2 separate regions of the Mus musculus genome follow, and region 2 is linked to region 1. The links are chromatin contacts, called in public Hi-C maps. All regions are on one chromosome and are shown on one strand. Each heading gives the region's core, a stretch centred on a gene start, on an enhancer-like site or on the middle of the called end of the contact. The rest is flanking DNA. Distances are from core to core; before and after follow the strand shown.

The links. A called contact is a pair of places that touch in the nucleus more often than the background predicts.
Region 2: a Hi-C map of 8-cell embryo shows a contact between it and region 1, with 2.8 times the contacts expected there. The contact joins two enhancer-like sites. A contact is called at or near these places in 1 of 15 datasets of contacts at CTCF or cohesin (the NIH/3T3 cell line), 57 of 484 Hi-C or Micro-C datasets (8-cell embryo, the AML12 cell line, the C2C12 cell line and 28 more), 6 of 115 datasets of contacts at active chromatin or transcription factors (embryonic fibroblasts, embryonic hindbrain, embryonic stem cells and 1 more) and 1 of 9 other capture datasets (embryonic stem cells).

Annotation. Positions count from the first base shown.
Region 1 is chr17:14,297,013-14,304,012 of GRCm38.p6, forward strand. All of the region lies in intron 1 of Smoc2 (SPARC related modular calcium binding 2), which reads left to right. Among named protein-coding and RNA genes, the nearest start is that of Gm52280, 20 kb to the left of the region's middle. Within about 2 kb of position 5,514, at least 19 of the 459 cell types and tissues checked have an H3K27ac peak or open chromatin away from gene starts, as enhancers often do. A contact at or near this core is called in 8-cell embryo, where this site is marked.
Region 2 is chr17:14,508,739-14,515,348 of GRCm38.p6, forward strand. The region is part of intron 2 of Gm34916 (a long non-coding RNA gene); the gene reads right to left. Among named protein-coding and RNA genes, the nearest start is that of Gm34916, 10 kb to the right of the region's middle. Within about 2 kb of position 5,008, at least 7 of the 459 cell types and tissues checked have an H3K27ac peak or open chromatin away from gene starts, as enhancers often do. A contact at or near this core is called in 8-cell embryo, where this site is marked.

The sequences.
Region 1 (7,000 bases), core at 4,264-6,763:
CACAGTTCCTCCAACAAGTCCACACCTGTATGGGTCTATAAGGGTCATTCTTGATCAAACCATTATATTCCACTCCATGGCTCCCACAGTCATGTAGCCATATCATAATGCAAAAATGCATTCAGTCCAGCTTCAGAAGTTCCCAGAGTCCATCACAGGCTCAATACTGTTTAAAAAGCCCCAAATCAAAATCTCTTCTGAGCCTCAAGGCAATCTCTTGGGCTGGTTCTACATCCTGTTAACAGCTCTCCTTGGCAAGTATCCCACAACTCGGTCATCTCCAACATCTTGGAATCTCCAACCAAATCCAGGCTTCACCTTCAGCTTTTTGCAATGGCCTCTGAGCCTCCATGTAGAGGCAGCCCTGAAACATGCCTGGCCTAGGAAGTTTTCTTTAGCTTAGAAAGGAGAATCTATAATTCTTTTCTCGTATTCTTAATTCTAAAGCCAGAACCACATGGTTGTAGCTGCCAACTTTTCTTGCTTGTCGGAGCTGGAACTTGGCCCCCTCGTTCACTTACATTACACCAGCTTTCTATTGAAGCCAGGGTTTTTCACTACTTAAGCTTGTCTTTAAATGCCTTTCACAAGTTGGGAGCTTAGGTGGGTGGAGTCTTACCCCAAGCTCACCACTCTCTTTATTTCATTCTTTTTTGTTGTTTTTGTTTTTCGAGACAGGGTTTCTCTGTATAGCCCTGGCTGTCTTGGAACTCACTTTGTAGACCAGGCTGGTGAACTCAGAAATCCACCTGCCTCTACCTCCTGAGTGCTGGGATCAAAGGTGTGCACCACCATGCCTGGCTTATTTCATTCTTTTTTAATTTGATTTTTTTAAACTTTTTATCTCCTTGAGCACTGGACTTAGCTCCATTATACTTCCTACTTCTTTTCTCCTCCAATTGTACATTTTGTAATTTCTCTTTGTCTAGCTTATTCCTCTTCATTATAGATCTGCATAAGAATGATCACGGTTAACTACACAACACAGTCAATATTAAGGTGTCCTGAAATCTCCTCTGCTAATGTTAATCTGAAACTCTGCAGTTTAGCCTCAGGCAGATTTTTTTTTAGAACAGGGGAAAAAAGCAGTCCTATCCTTTGCCAAAATATCACAAGAGTAGTCTCTAGGCTACTTGGAGATTGCTTAGTGTGCTGTGGTATCTAGTTTTCTGTCCTTGAAATATCAGGATATAGAACTGCCAGCTCCTTCTCCAGCACCAAGTCCTTTTGCATTCTGCCATACTCCCTACCATGATGCTAATGAACTAAACCTCTGAAACTATAAGCCAGTCCCAATTACTAACCCAAACTTAAAACCAGAAAATCCCTTTACTCTCTGTTCTGCCAAGCATGTCCTGGCATGATGCTTGGGATATAAGAGATGGCACTTCCAGGTAGCGATGCTGGTCTCCCAGCAGAGACACCACAGATGGAGATCTTGTTTGGATTCTAGAGTGTGTTACCTGCTCTTGGATGCTTCTAGAACCATTAATACTCCTGAAATCAGCCAGAGAGGGATAGACTTCTCTAGGAAGGAGGAGGCACTTTTGGATCAGGAGGGCAATTGGCTTCCATATCATCAGTTCTGTGGTTTCTGTTACTGTGTTCTCCGTGTCTAAGAGCTAGAAACCCAAGTTCTGTAATGTTTCCTCTAACTCAACGCTATCTAGACCTGATAATGTTATACTCATTGCTTCTTAAAACAGTTTTCTCTTATGGCGCATGCAGACACTTAGATGTAGGTGGTGGATATCCATGAGTTCAAGGACAGCCTGGTCTATGTAGTGAGTTTCAGGCCAGTGCTACAGATTTAGACCCTGTCTTAAAAAATTGTCTTTACATGTGCAGTCATCATGTTTCGACAGCTTCTGCATTTCTTTCTGTATTGAGACTTTATCATAGCATTATGGAAGCATGTTAGAACAACTTGAGTCTTATTTATTTTTCTGTTGCAGTAATTTAAAACAAACAAACAGACAGACAGACAGACAAGACAGACAGACAGGAGAAAATCAATTTAAAGTAGGAAGAGTTTATTGTAGCTTATAGTCTGGAAAGATACAGACCACCATGGGGAAGACATGACAACAGGTAGGAAGGCTTGATGACAGAAGCAGTAGGCTGGCTGGCCACAATGCATCCATACTCAGGAAGCAGAGAACAAACAGGAAGTGGGGGCAGTCTATGCCCTTGTGACCCACTCCCTCCAACCAGGCTCAACCTCCTAAAGATTCCACAACCTCTGTAAACATCACCACCACCTGGTGACCGAGGGTTTAAACACAAGAGCTTTTGGGGGACATTTCTCCAACTGCGGCCACTTCATATTGAAGAAAACCACTTGGATGAGTAATAATAGTCCTATGATGAGCCATGGAGGGGACTATTAAGTCAAGACTGTGTATGGGCTTGCTTGGAGTACTGGAACACAACACCATCCCACTGGTTCCACAGCACTATGTCCTCCAGACATTGACCTAGGTGGACCAAGGTTCTGAGAGGGCTCAAAGGCTTGGTGGATCACAGCCCCACTCCAAACTCAAGCAGCTTCCATTCCAGATAGACCCTTAGAGCACCTCCAGCAGATCTCATCTACCAGCATTTGCCCATCCATCATCAGTGGGCCCCTGGCTAGTTCCCAGTGTCTCCTTTCTCCTTTTAGCCTGTCAACTTTGTCAAAGATCTGACATACTCATATTTTTGTCAGACCCCATATCGAATTGCCCCCCTTTATTTTTATATTGTCCATTCGATAATAAATAGGATCTGGAGCCATTCTGTGGAGTCCCCTTTCCTTTAAAACTGTTTAGGCTGACTTTACTCTCAAGTTCTTGACCATAATAGAATCAAACTCAGGGATACCTTTCTATAGTCCCTCAAATGACTAGGCTGCATAAAATGGCCCAGGCAAGATATAACGTATAGGCCCAAAGATCTGTTCTAATGTGCTATTAGCTGGGAGAGGGAAGGTTTGTAGAAATTGTCTGTAGAAAGAAGGAAGTGATATGGGCTACTATTGTGTACAAATTGCCTTGTTGCTTAGAAATTAAACAAAAACACAACACATATAATTTTCTCTGCCGAGTTCAACACAGTGTTTTGTGGGTTGCATGTACATAAAGTCAAGGTGCTCTTGGTTAGGTGGAAGTACCCCCAAACTTGGGCCCTTCCCTTGTTCCCTTGTTCTTGGGCACCTAGAGACCACATGAAGCTGTTGGATGGCTGTGAAGGTGGGGGAAGGGTTTAGAGAAATCTGGCAGTATTTGGTAGGGGATGGTGAGTGGCTAGGTTTGATGCAGGATGCATGAGGGGGTGACTCCACCCTCTCCCCTTGCTTGGCTTTATGGGAGTCTATTAAATCTCATGAACAAAGCATATTTGTCATAGTGTGTGTATAACACTCAGTCTGGCTTCTCTGTATTTGTCCCAGAGGACGAATTTTTCCAACTCCAGCCCAATGAAGGGTGCACCTGCAATATGTTTGTTTCCATGTTAGCCACTGCCTTGTGTGGGAAGGAAGCAGAGTGGAGAGAGAGGCCAAGAAGAAAACTCATCCTGAATGCTTGGCTTACCGGATGCATTAGCAGGCCAAGGAATGGTGACTGGCGCAGAGGGACAGTAAATCCTTGTCCGGCCCCAGCATTCCTTTCAGAACTGTGGTTCCATCTCAGTGAGACTCATCTGTTCTGAGCATCAAAGCCAGTGCTGTTAGGACTGGGCTGGGGGACATCTCGAGGTCCCAGTGCCTCCCAGGTGAACACTGAGACTTTCCCCACAACTTTCTGGTTACCGTGATGGATGGATTTTACTGGTGTCTCTGGAATCCAATTGGCAGAATGGACGTGACCAACCATCAAAGTGATAAGATTAAACTAAATAAAAAATGTACTTCCCCACTTTGAATAGAGTATGTGAAATGTATTTCAATAAAGCCATGTAAATATTGTACAAATGTGCATATTAATATCTATCTATCTATCTATCTATCTATCTATCTATCTATCTATCTATCTCTTTGTATCTATGTATCATCTATCTATGTATCTATGTAACTATCATCTACCTATGAATCTCTATGTATGTATCATCTGTCTGTCTGTCTATCTATCTATCTATCTGGGAGCCATTTAAGGTTATATTTGCCTTGTAGCTGACTTTAGAGTTCCCTATTTATTTCCATTTTTTTCTTTTTTCTTTTTTTGTTTTTTGTTTTTTCCACTGGCTGTCCTGGAACTCACTCTGTAGACCAGGCTGGCCTTGAACTCAGAAATCCACCTGCCTCTGCCTCCCAAGTGCTGGGATTAAAGGTGTGTGCCACCACTGCCCGGCTTATTTTCATTGTTAATCAAGGTTTATTTTTCTCTTGATATTCCAACATGGACTCCTCTTACTTGTATGTTTTTTTTTTTTTTTTTTTTTTTTTGTGCTGAGAATAACCCTCAGGGCCTTGCCCATGCTGGGCAGTCATTCATGACTGACTTAAGATCAAGGTAGTCTTTTCTTGAGTTCAGTGTACTGTCATGTAAAAATCCCCATGTATGTGAACTATAGGCAAGATGGTTTTGTCAGTCTACTTCCATTTGGAGGAAGCACCATTTCTTTTAACTAAACAAGCTGCTGAGTACTTCTCATTGGAGTTAACCCAGGAGTAGAGTGCCTGCAGGGTGCCCTGGGGATATTGCTGTGGTTCTTCATTGGCTGACATAAAATAGTCCTTGTGGCTCACTGAGATCAAAGGGAAAGTTTGTGTCCAGGACAAAAAGAGGCACTCCAGGCCTTTGTCTTCTAGAGAGACTATAGCTTGCAGCTGGGGTGTGTCTGGGACTGCCTGCCTTGTGAAACCTTGACTACACACAATGGGATGTGCCTCCTGCCTAGAGAATTTCACACCTCTGATCTGCATTCATTCATTCATGCCCACTAAAATTTGTTCTTCCTCCAATCACTCCTGTCCATTCCAGTTTCTACCACAAGCCACTGCTTCCCATGGACGGGAAGCCGCATTAGCTGATCTGGCCCTTCTGTTTAGCTCCGTAGAATTGATTAGCCTTGGCCTGATTTGTCAGGGGTGGGGTGTGGGTGAGGGTGGGGAGTCGGGAGAGCGGGGAGATAATCTTTACCGGAGAAGTTAAGCACTGTCTTGCAAGTTCTGGGGTTGGCTCCTAGCAATAGGGTGTGTGTTTTGTGGGGCCAGGGGTGTTAGTCCCTATAAACTCCTGCAGTCTTCCTGAGCATAGAGAAAAGGTCCTGGCAGGGGAGAGTATGCAAAGCCGAGGAAAGGAGCAAAGGAGCCAGCTTTGCTGGGGTCAGTGAATGTTTTTTAAACAGATATGGGTTCACCAGTTTACACAAACACAGACGTGGCTAGCCGAACCAAAAAAAAAAGATCCATAGTGTGCAGAGGGTCAGGATTCAAGAACTGGGCAATCTTCTACATCTCTCTATTTGTAAATGGTCCTGAAATCAACAAACTTGTGCACATCAGCTCCCCCTGCAGCTCTGAGCCTGCCCTGAGGCTGGATCACAAGCACTTGTGGTGAAATAAACAGGGCCTTTGGTTCCCGGACCAATGGCTGGCCAGCATACTGACATTTACAGAGACAAAGGGTGCTCACCACATCGCCAGTGTGCCAAGATGCCTGGTTGCAGCCTCATTAGAAATGATTTCTCTCCTGCTGACACCCCCCCACCCCCCCCCAAGCAGAACGGAAATTTCCAGTTCCTTCAATGAAGTAGTGCGTATGTTTCTTTCCTGCCTTTGGGCGGGCAGACTAAATTAGAAACAATAATTTTCTCTGCTTGATCCACTCAGAAAATACACATGAAAGTCAAACAGGTTCATGTCCCCCCCCCCCTTCCCCAGTAGTACCCTTTGCCAGGGGTGGTGCTTTGTGCCCCGGGGGAGCTGAGACTGACCCCATCAGAAAGCCAGGTGGGCCCAGGGTAGCTTGACACTCCATACCACTTATTCTTAGCTTCAAATCTGCATGTGGGTTTGCTTCTAGCAGTTCATAGTCCCACTGTGACTTACCTTGTGGGCTATGGTTGCTCCATGTGGTGAGGTGAGGTCCAGTTTCTCTGCAGGACAGAGCCAACAGGTCCTTTTAAACAGGTCTCCTGCCCCCAACCCAGGCACTCAGGAACTGCAGCAAATCTTTGTGATACACAGAACCCCTGCTGTTCATTCTGCTGCGCCTTTGCTCTCTCATGAAATAGACGAACTGTTACGCTATCTTGCCATGAATGTTTTGAATGTTTGATTTGTTATATCAAAAATCTAGTTTTTAAACAATCTCCACCAACAGCACAGTGCTTTTTTTTTTTTTTTGGACAAACAAAATTTTTAAATGAATTTCAGTTCTAAGATTCCACGAGGACTTCTTTTCTGGCTTAAAAAAAAAACTGTCAATGAAGTTATATTAGCTAAATCTAAAGCCAATGATGTCTAAACCTCATGAGCTAAATGTATTCTAGCTGTGGGCTAGCTGTGGCTAGGTGTGGGCTAGCTGTGGCTAGGTGTGGGCTAGCTGAGGCTAGCTGTTGGCTAGCTGTGGGCTAGCTGTGGCTAGGTGTGGGCTAGCTGTGGCTAGGTGTGGGCTAGCTGAGGCTAGGTGTGGGTTAGCTGAGGCTAGGTGTGGGCTAGCTGTGGCTAGCTGTGGGCTAGCTGTTCTTTACTCTCATTTGAGTCACCAGGATACAGGGTAGTTAAGGAGTGTGGGCTAGCTGTGGCTAGCTGTGGGCTAGCTGTTCTTTACTCTCATTTGAGTCACCAGGATACAGGGTAGTTAAGGAGTGTCAAGGATGAGGGTCAGAATGTTTGTTGTTCGCAGATACTATCATCGATGTATTTTGTTATGTGTATGAGTGTTCGCCTGGCTGTCTGTGTACCATGTGCATGCAGTGCCGACCGCAGCCAGAAGAGGGCATCAGGTCCCTTAGAACTAGAACTACACTTGGTTGTGATCCTCTGAGTGGATGCTGGGAACTGAACTCTTAGCTT
Region 2 (6,610 bases), core at 3,758-6,257, 210 kb after region 1:
GCCTTCCCTTGCAAGTTCACAGCTCCTCCAGGACTGCTCTAGTGCACACTGCCTGCTGGCTGGGCATAGGTCATCTGTCCTTTGAGTTGTGTGTTGTTGCTTTGTGAGTGAGTTCATTGTCTGATCTAAGAATGACGTGTGCAGCCTGGTCAGAGGAGAGTGTACAGTACACCGGGGTTTCACTTGATCATTTATCAAGTCACCTTCTCTCTGGCAAGCCTTTTGAATGTACTAAGCCTCCATTTTCCTACTTGAGAAATGAAGGAATTTGATGAAAAATTTGCTTCTTGCTTCAATTCTAAAAATGTTATGATTCAAGTGAAGATTAAATTATGGGTGAGATTAGTAAGTTAAATCTAATAAATAAATAAAATAAAGTAAAATGTCTTGTGAGTACTGAGTCAAAAGGCTAGAGAGATCTATTTACCTATAGCTTCTTACTTTATGCTCAATAGCTTTGGCTTTTTTGTAGTAAATAAAGGGGCTTGAATTACAATCTGTTCAAATTTTTTTCTGAAAATTTCAATAGAGACAAAGAAGATAAAGTCAGTTCTCTCTAGGCTGCAGGGTTCCTGCCTGTAGCCCTTGCTTGAAGTTATCTGCTGCATCCCCAGCACGGTGGCATGCTGAGTTGAGTCCTAGACTAGAGGTGTGTGTGGTTTGATATAGCTGTTTCTACTTCCCACTTACGCCTCGCACAAGGGTCCCTCAGCCTGTGCCAAGAAGCTGTGGCCACCTCTTCCCAGAGTGGAGCTAAAGGAATGGTGGGCAAACCCACACATGTGGGTGGTGCAATGTGTATGGGGGCTCAAGGCATGGGACCAGAGGGACACGGGGGTAGAGATGAGTATAGTGTGTGTCTAAAGAAATCTTCTGTTTAGATTCACTTTTGATTGATGCTTGAGCACTAAAGATTCCATTGCCTACAGCAATGAGCCAATCTAAGGATTCCTCAGAGCCCATCGTCTGCCATGGAAGATGGGTTCGAAGATCTTAATAACTTGCAGATGATCGTTCACATGCAATAGGGGGTGGGGTCGGCCCTGAGGTTTAGACTAGAGTGAAGGAGGAAGAAAGGGGAGGAAGGGAGGGAGGGAGAGAGGCAGCGATTCAGTGAAAGACACATCAGATGCTGATCACAATCTGCTATCCTAGGTAAGCAAGAATGGTCCAAATATTAATGGCAAACATTGTCAGAACAAATAACCATGATAAAGACCCAATTATCTGTTTTCTACATGAAATCCACTTTCAGATGGGGTTATAAAGATACATTCAGATAACACGTGAAGCAATGGAGGAGATAGAGACTGTGCTAAAAATGAATTAAAAGTAATTGGAATGAACACACAAACTCCAAACAAAGTCAACAAGGGTGATGAGAGCTAAGGATCACTGAAGCAAGGGAGAGAGGGGAACAGTTTTCTGCAAGGTTTCTACTGTTTTCTAAACGTCCGGGAAAGAAAATCATATCAGGTTGAAAATGCTGAATAAAAAGAAGGGGATATTCTTCCAAAGACAGTGGTTTGCTTCTTAGCATTTGGGAGTTTAGGAATTTTAGGATTGGCCTGAACCATATGATGAGACCCCCATCTCAGAAGAAAACATGAAGAGGCAACATATAGAAACCGGACCTATGCCCTGAACAACCACACGCGTGATTCTGAGAACTTTGGAAATGAATCGTCTGCACGGGGCTGGAAGAGAACAAATTGTATGTTTGAATCACTACCTTTCAGGCTCTTTGGGTCCCAACCCCCAGGTCTGCTTAGTGCTTGGGATGTGGAGGGCCTTGCTCTACTCTGTAGCATTCTGCAGAACCGCTGAGTGCCAGATGGTGTTTATGCACGGGCTTGCAGACCTGATACAATCAATGAAGTCATAGGTACTGACCCCTCCAGGTGCATCCCGTCTGAAAGTGGAGACCTTCAAAGGCAGGTGGTAGATGGAGCTGTTGGCAGCGGGCCAAAGAATGTGCCCCACCAGCTGTGGAATGGCCCGGCTCTGAACACCCTCTCTTATTACAAGACGCTTGCCACATTCTATGGAATATGTTGGTCCTATAAACTGTAATCACTCAAGGCTCTTCCATGGGTCAGACTAAGACATGAGCTGGATGCCCAGTTCAGGACTGGCTCCAGGAGAGGAAAGAACTCAGAGCAAGAACTATCAAGTGCAGCAACCCCCAAGCCAGACTTGCTGTGGAATCAGAGATGTCAGCACTCGGTCTCTGGGTGGATTATAAGCCTGCTCTGTACTGCAGTGTAGCACGGGAACCACATTGTTACAATGGAGTCCACCTCCAGTGTGTGGCGAGAAGTGACTTTGCATATCATCAAGGATTGTTCTGCAGGGTTCCCGTGCAGCAAACTCATGCTACCTAAAGCAGTGTAAAGATCAGAGGCTTGTGTTCTGTTTAGAGCTAAAGTCGACACCTTCTAGTATTGTCAAGAAGGTTTCACAGACAGACAGAAAGACAGACAGATAGGCCAATAAGGTGCTTAGGCACTGCCAGGGTTGGAGAAGCCTGAACCTGTCTCTAGAGAATGAGACCCCATTTGATTTTTCTTTTTCTTAAACACCAAGAGGAGCTAACAGAGAATATGGTACGTGTAAGGGAAAGAGCTAGACCAGCCTTTTGCACGCCCCTCTCCCAACCTTGCTTGACTCTCACTCATAGGTGAGGATTTGTGTTTCTCTCGGTTCCAGTAAGGCTCATTCCTAAACGAACCATTGGAAACAATCCAACCAGTACTGGTTTCTCAGCGTACAACATTAACTTTAAAAAGATGAAAATAAGGTGTTACATACTCTGTTATGCACGCATCTCTACGAACACTTATAAACAAGCACAAGCCGAAGGGTATTCAAGATGGGAGCCATTATGAAATCCAATAACCGTTTCAGAAGTTTCCAACGTCCCTGAGCTGATCCGAGCAATTTGAAAAAGACCATTTCAAGCCGCTTCTAAATATAGAGAAGTGTACTAAGACAGCTTACAAATGTCATTCCAATATTTTTGAGTATGAATCTCAATTTATAATAAATGGAGATTTACAGAATCGTTCCCAGTTTCTGGCTCGTGCTGACATCAGGCAGTTATTAATGGCTAGGGTAAATGACATTTGAACATACTTTTTATTTATTTATTTTTTTGTGGGGAAGGTAACCCACATATTTAGAAGTTAGTTATATTTAGAAATGACATAAACTTTTGGAGCATTAGCAACAGAAGATCATGATAAATCCAACACTGAAATTACATTTACCCGTGTTTCCCCCGGCATCTGGTTCATATTTAGTGTCAGGGAGATTGGGCAGCAAAGGACTAAAAGAGTACCCGGCTCTGGCTCTCCCTCCACCTGCCTCCTCGAGTGTCCTCTCTGAGCCTGCTGCTGGGTAGGACTTTATCTTTCCTATTGTGGCCACAGTTAGGTGCAGGGCAGTGCAACACTGGAGATTGGAGACCTGGCCCCCAGACCCTGAGTGTGAGCAGCAGCTTCAGCTGGGGCTGGGCCTGATTCTCATTCCCATGTTCCCACTGGCCTCCTCTCTGTCCCGTCTTACTGCATGGTCTTCAAACCATCTCAATACATGAATTCCTGTGCGTGCTTTACTTTGGTTTAAACCCCACTGTGTCCTTTCTGTGCCTGTACAGAATTCCAGAGGTGTCCTTGGGTGACCTCAACGGGGGTCCACCTTGTAAAACTTTGACCTTAGGCCAGATGATGAACTCTTTTGCCTCAGTTTTCTTTTGGTGTGGTATTATTTCCATCATAGACTTACTATTTTAGTAAAGATTTAAAGGATAAATTAAATACAAAGAACTCAGCAGCAGGATTGCTAGCATTCAGAATGGATGGCTAGTACCAAAATGGTCTTTTTTTTTTTTTTTTTTTCCCATTACTTTTGTGGAAATGAAGGGGATGTTGGCAAAGGACGGGCAGGAGCTGAGAAGTAGCTTCACTGGTCCTCTTGGGGACTCAGCGGTGTTGATCTGGGTCCCTGGGGAGAATGGGTAGCACTGTCCTTCCCTGTCCACTATAAACCCAACTCTTTCCTAGGCCCCTACAACCCTGAGTTAATTAGTGTTTGATGGTACAGTCCCTGTGGACTCCTGGTTGACTCCCCAGTAGATATGTAGTCCTCTCTTCCTCCCAGATCACAGAGACACCGATCTCATTCCTGTCTTGAGAATCTATCACTAAATTGATAGATTTAAATTCCCTCCACTAAATTCCCTCCACTCCTTCCTGGGATAGCCTGATCTGTTGACAGTGACAGAGAGCTTAGGAATATCTGAGGTATGAAATCAAGGGCAAAAGCTTCAAGCATCCAGTAGTAACTTCTGAGATGTTAAATGTTTTTCTGAGCCGGGCACTGGTGACGCACGCCTTTAATCCCTGCAGGTGGGAGGCAGAGGCAGGCGGATTTCTGAGTTCGAGGCCAGCCTGGTCTACAGCGTGAGTTTCAGGACAGCCAGGGCTACACAGAGAAACCCTGTCTCGAAAACAAACCAACAAACAAAAATGTTTTTCTGACCTTAGCACGTATCCAGCTTACTAGTGGGTAGAACCTTCTGGGCGTGGCCCGTCAGGCACTTCATGTTAAGTCCGTCTGTCAATTTCTGCCCTGAGCAGTTTTCTTACTTCTGGTCTTACCTGACTGAAACAAGGCACCGTGCTCTGAGGCGGCAGGATGGAGGAGACTTCCAGAAGCCCGTGTAATGGGAGAATTAGATGAAAATACATAATTAAGATAAGGTTGCTATGCTTAGCGAGAAAATTTATGCAAATTACCTTGAAACTAGAAAAGCAAGCCATTTATCTCCAGTTTCAGGGACTCCTTTCCTGTGTGTGAGCTTGTGGAATGCCAGGCTGGACTGAGCTGGAGCCTTGTGGAGTGAGGCTCTGCCTGGTGGGCAGGAAGGAGCCCAGAGACTTAGAGTAGAACAGCAGTGGGGTGGACAGACTCACAGAAAGGAGCCTACAGTCTTGCTGACTCATCGACAGGTCTGGGCAGGGTGTAGTATGAGAAAGAAAAATCGTAGAGGCAAAGTGGCTTTGAGAGTTTGGGAACCAAAGGCTGGCAGTATGTGTGTATGTGTGTGTGTGTGTGTGTGTGTGTGTGTGTGTGTGTGTGTTGATTGTTGCTTTGGATCCAATTTGGGAGACATGGGAGAAGTGGAAGTAGCCAGCCCTGGGATGGTGTGCAGTTCCCTTCCTTTGCTGGACTTTCATACAGAGTGGCAGATAGCAAGTAAAGTCACCCAGTACAGAAATGATAGAATAAAGAATAATAAAGAATACGGACTAACTGTGAAAGAGCAGGTTGATGGTCTGTGACCGTGGATATGACATCTGGCAGTTGGGTACAAAGTCATCTAGAAGAATGATTTTCAACTTCCCAGTATGGAGCCCAGGGGTCTGTGTGTGTGGCAATCAAGTGCCTTGGTGTTAATTGTAAAGACTGCAGCAGTGTGTTACAGTGGTAGTCTATTCCATGGAAACACGAAGGAGAGACGCTCCCTGGGTGCAAGCCAGGAGCTTTACTCTACAATGTACTTTATAGGTCTCCGAGAAACAAGCCTGGACTCCGTTCAGAAGGAAATCACGTCAAATCAGAGCTTCCTAAACAGAAACCATAAATACTATGCTTTGATTTGCTTGTGTCGCATAGGAAAGGGAGGGGGTGTGCCCTGATATGATCTACCCGGTCTCTCCTCGTTTTGCCCAAGCCTACTTTTACTTGGGCTTGAGCCTACTGTGATGAAAACAGTCCCACCAGCTATAAGAACACAGCCATAAAAGATAGGTCAGAGGATTTTCCGCGTGACTAGACTATATGTACTGTTGGTGTATACATAGACCTAGCATGGCTCCTGTACATGCCTTTTCCTTTAGTCCCCACCTGAACCTCCAACCCTAAGTCCTTCCTTGGGAGTGGATGAAGCTAAACATTACTCATATAGAGGGCATTCACAGGCTGCCAGATGCCTCTGAATGGTTTTTGATCTTTTAAAGTTTACCACATGCCTGAGTTGAAAGCATTATGCTTTTGGCTGTATGCATTGCTCAGCACATAGGTGCTGATTGGAGCCACTGTGTTTCCAGTGATGCCAGGAACATACCCCCTGGGAGTGGACACTCCTGGCTGCCCTGCTCTGATGGAGAGGAGACTGTGTAAACTAAGCAGAGGTTTAGAATGGAGAGAGGATGCAGGCTTCCTCACAATGCAATTCCAACCATTTCCCTTACTACTTCGCATGTGTCAGACACACAGACTCACTGCATGGCTAAGGATCCAGATGCCAGGCTCCTTTGAGATTTTGTTCAGGCCCTAGAGATGCTAGGAAAAAATTTCCAGGGTCACACACTTGCAAGATGTTTGAGGGAAGGCACTACTGTAAGCACAGTGGTCATGGTGACTGTGTTACCTTCCAACGTTCTTTCTATCACCACGCTCTGTCTGGTGGCACTAGAACCATCTTAGGAATCTTAAGTCCAGTTTAGAGAGCAGTGCAGCCCATGAATTCCGTGGAGGTGACAAGCTCTATTGCTGGGTGTTTTCCTCTCTACTGACAATGAAGTTACTTTTGCTCTTCCCAGTG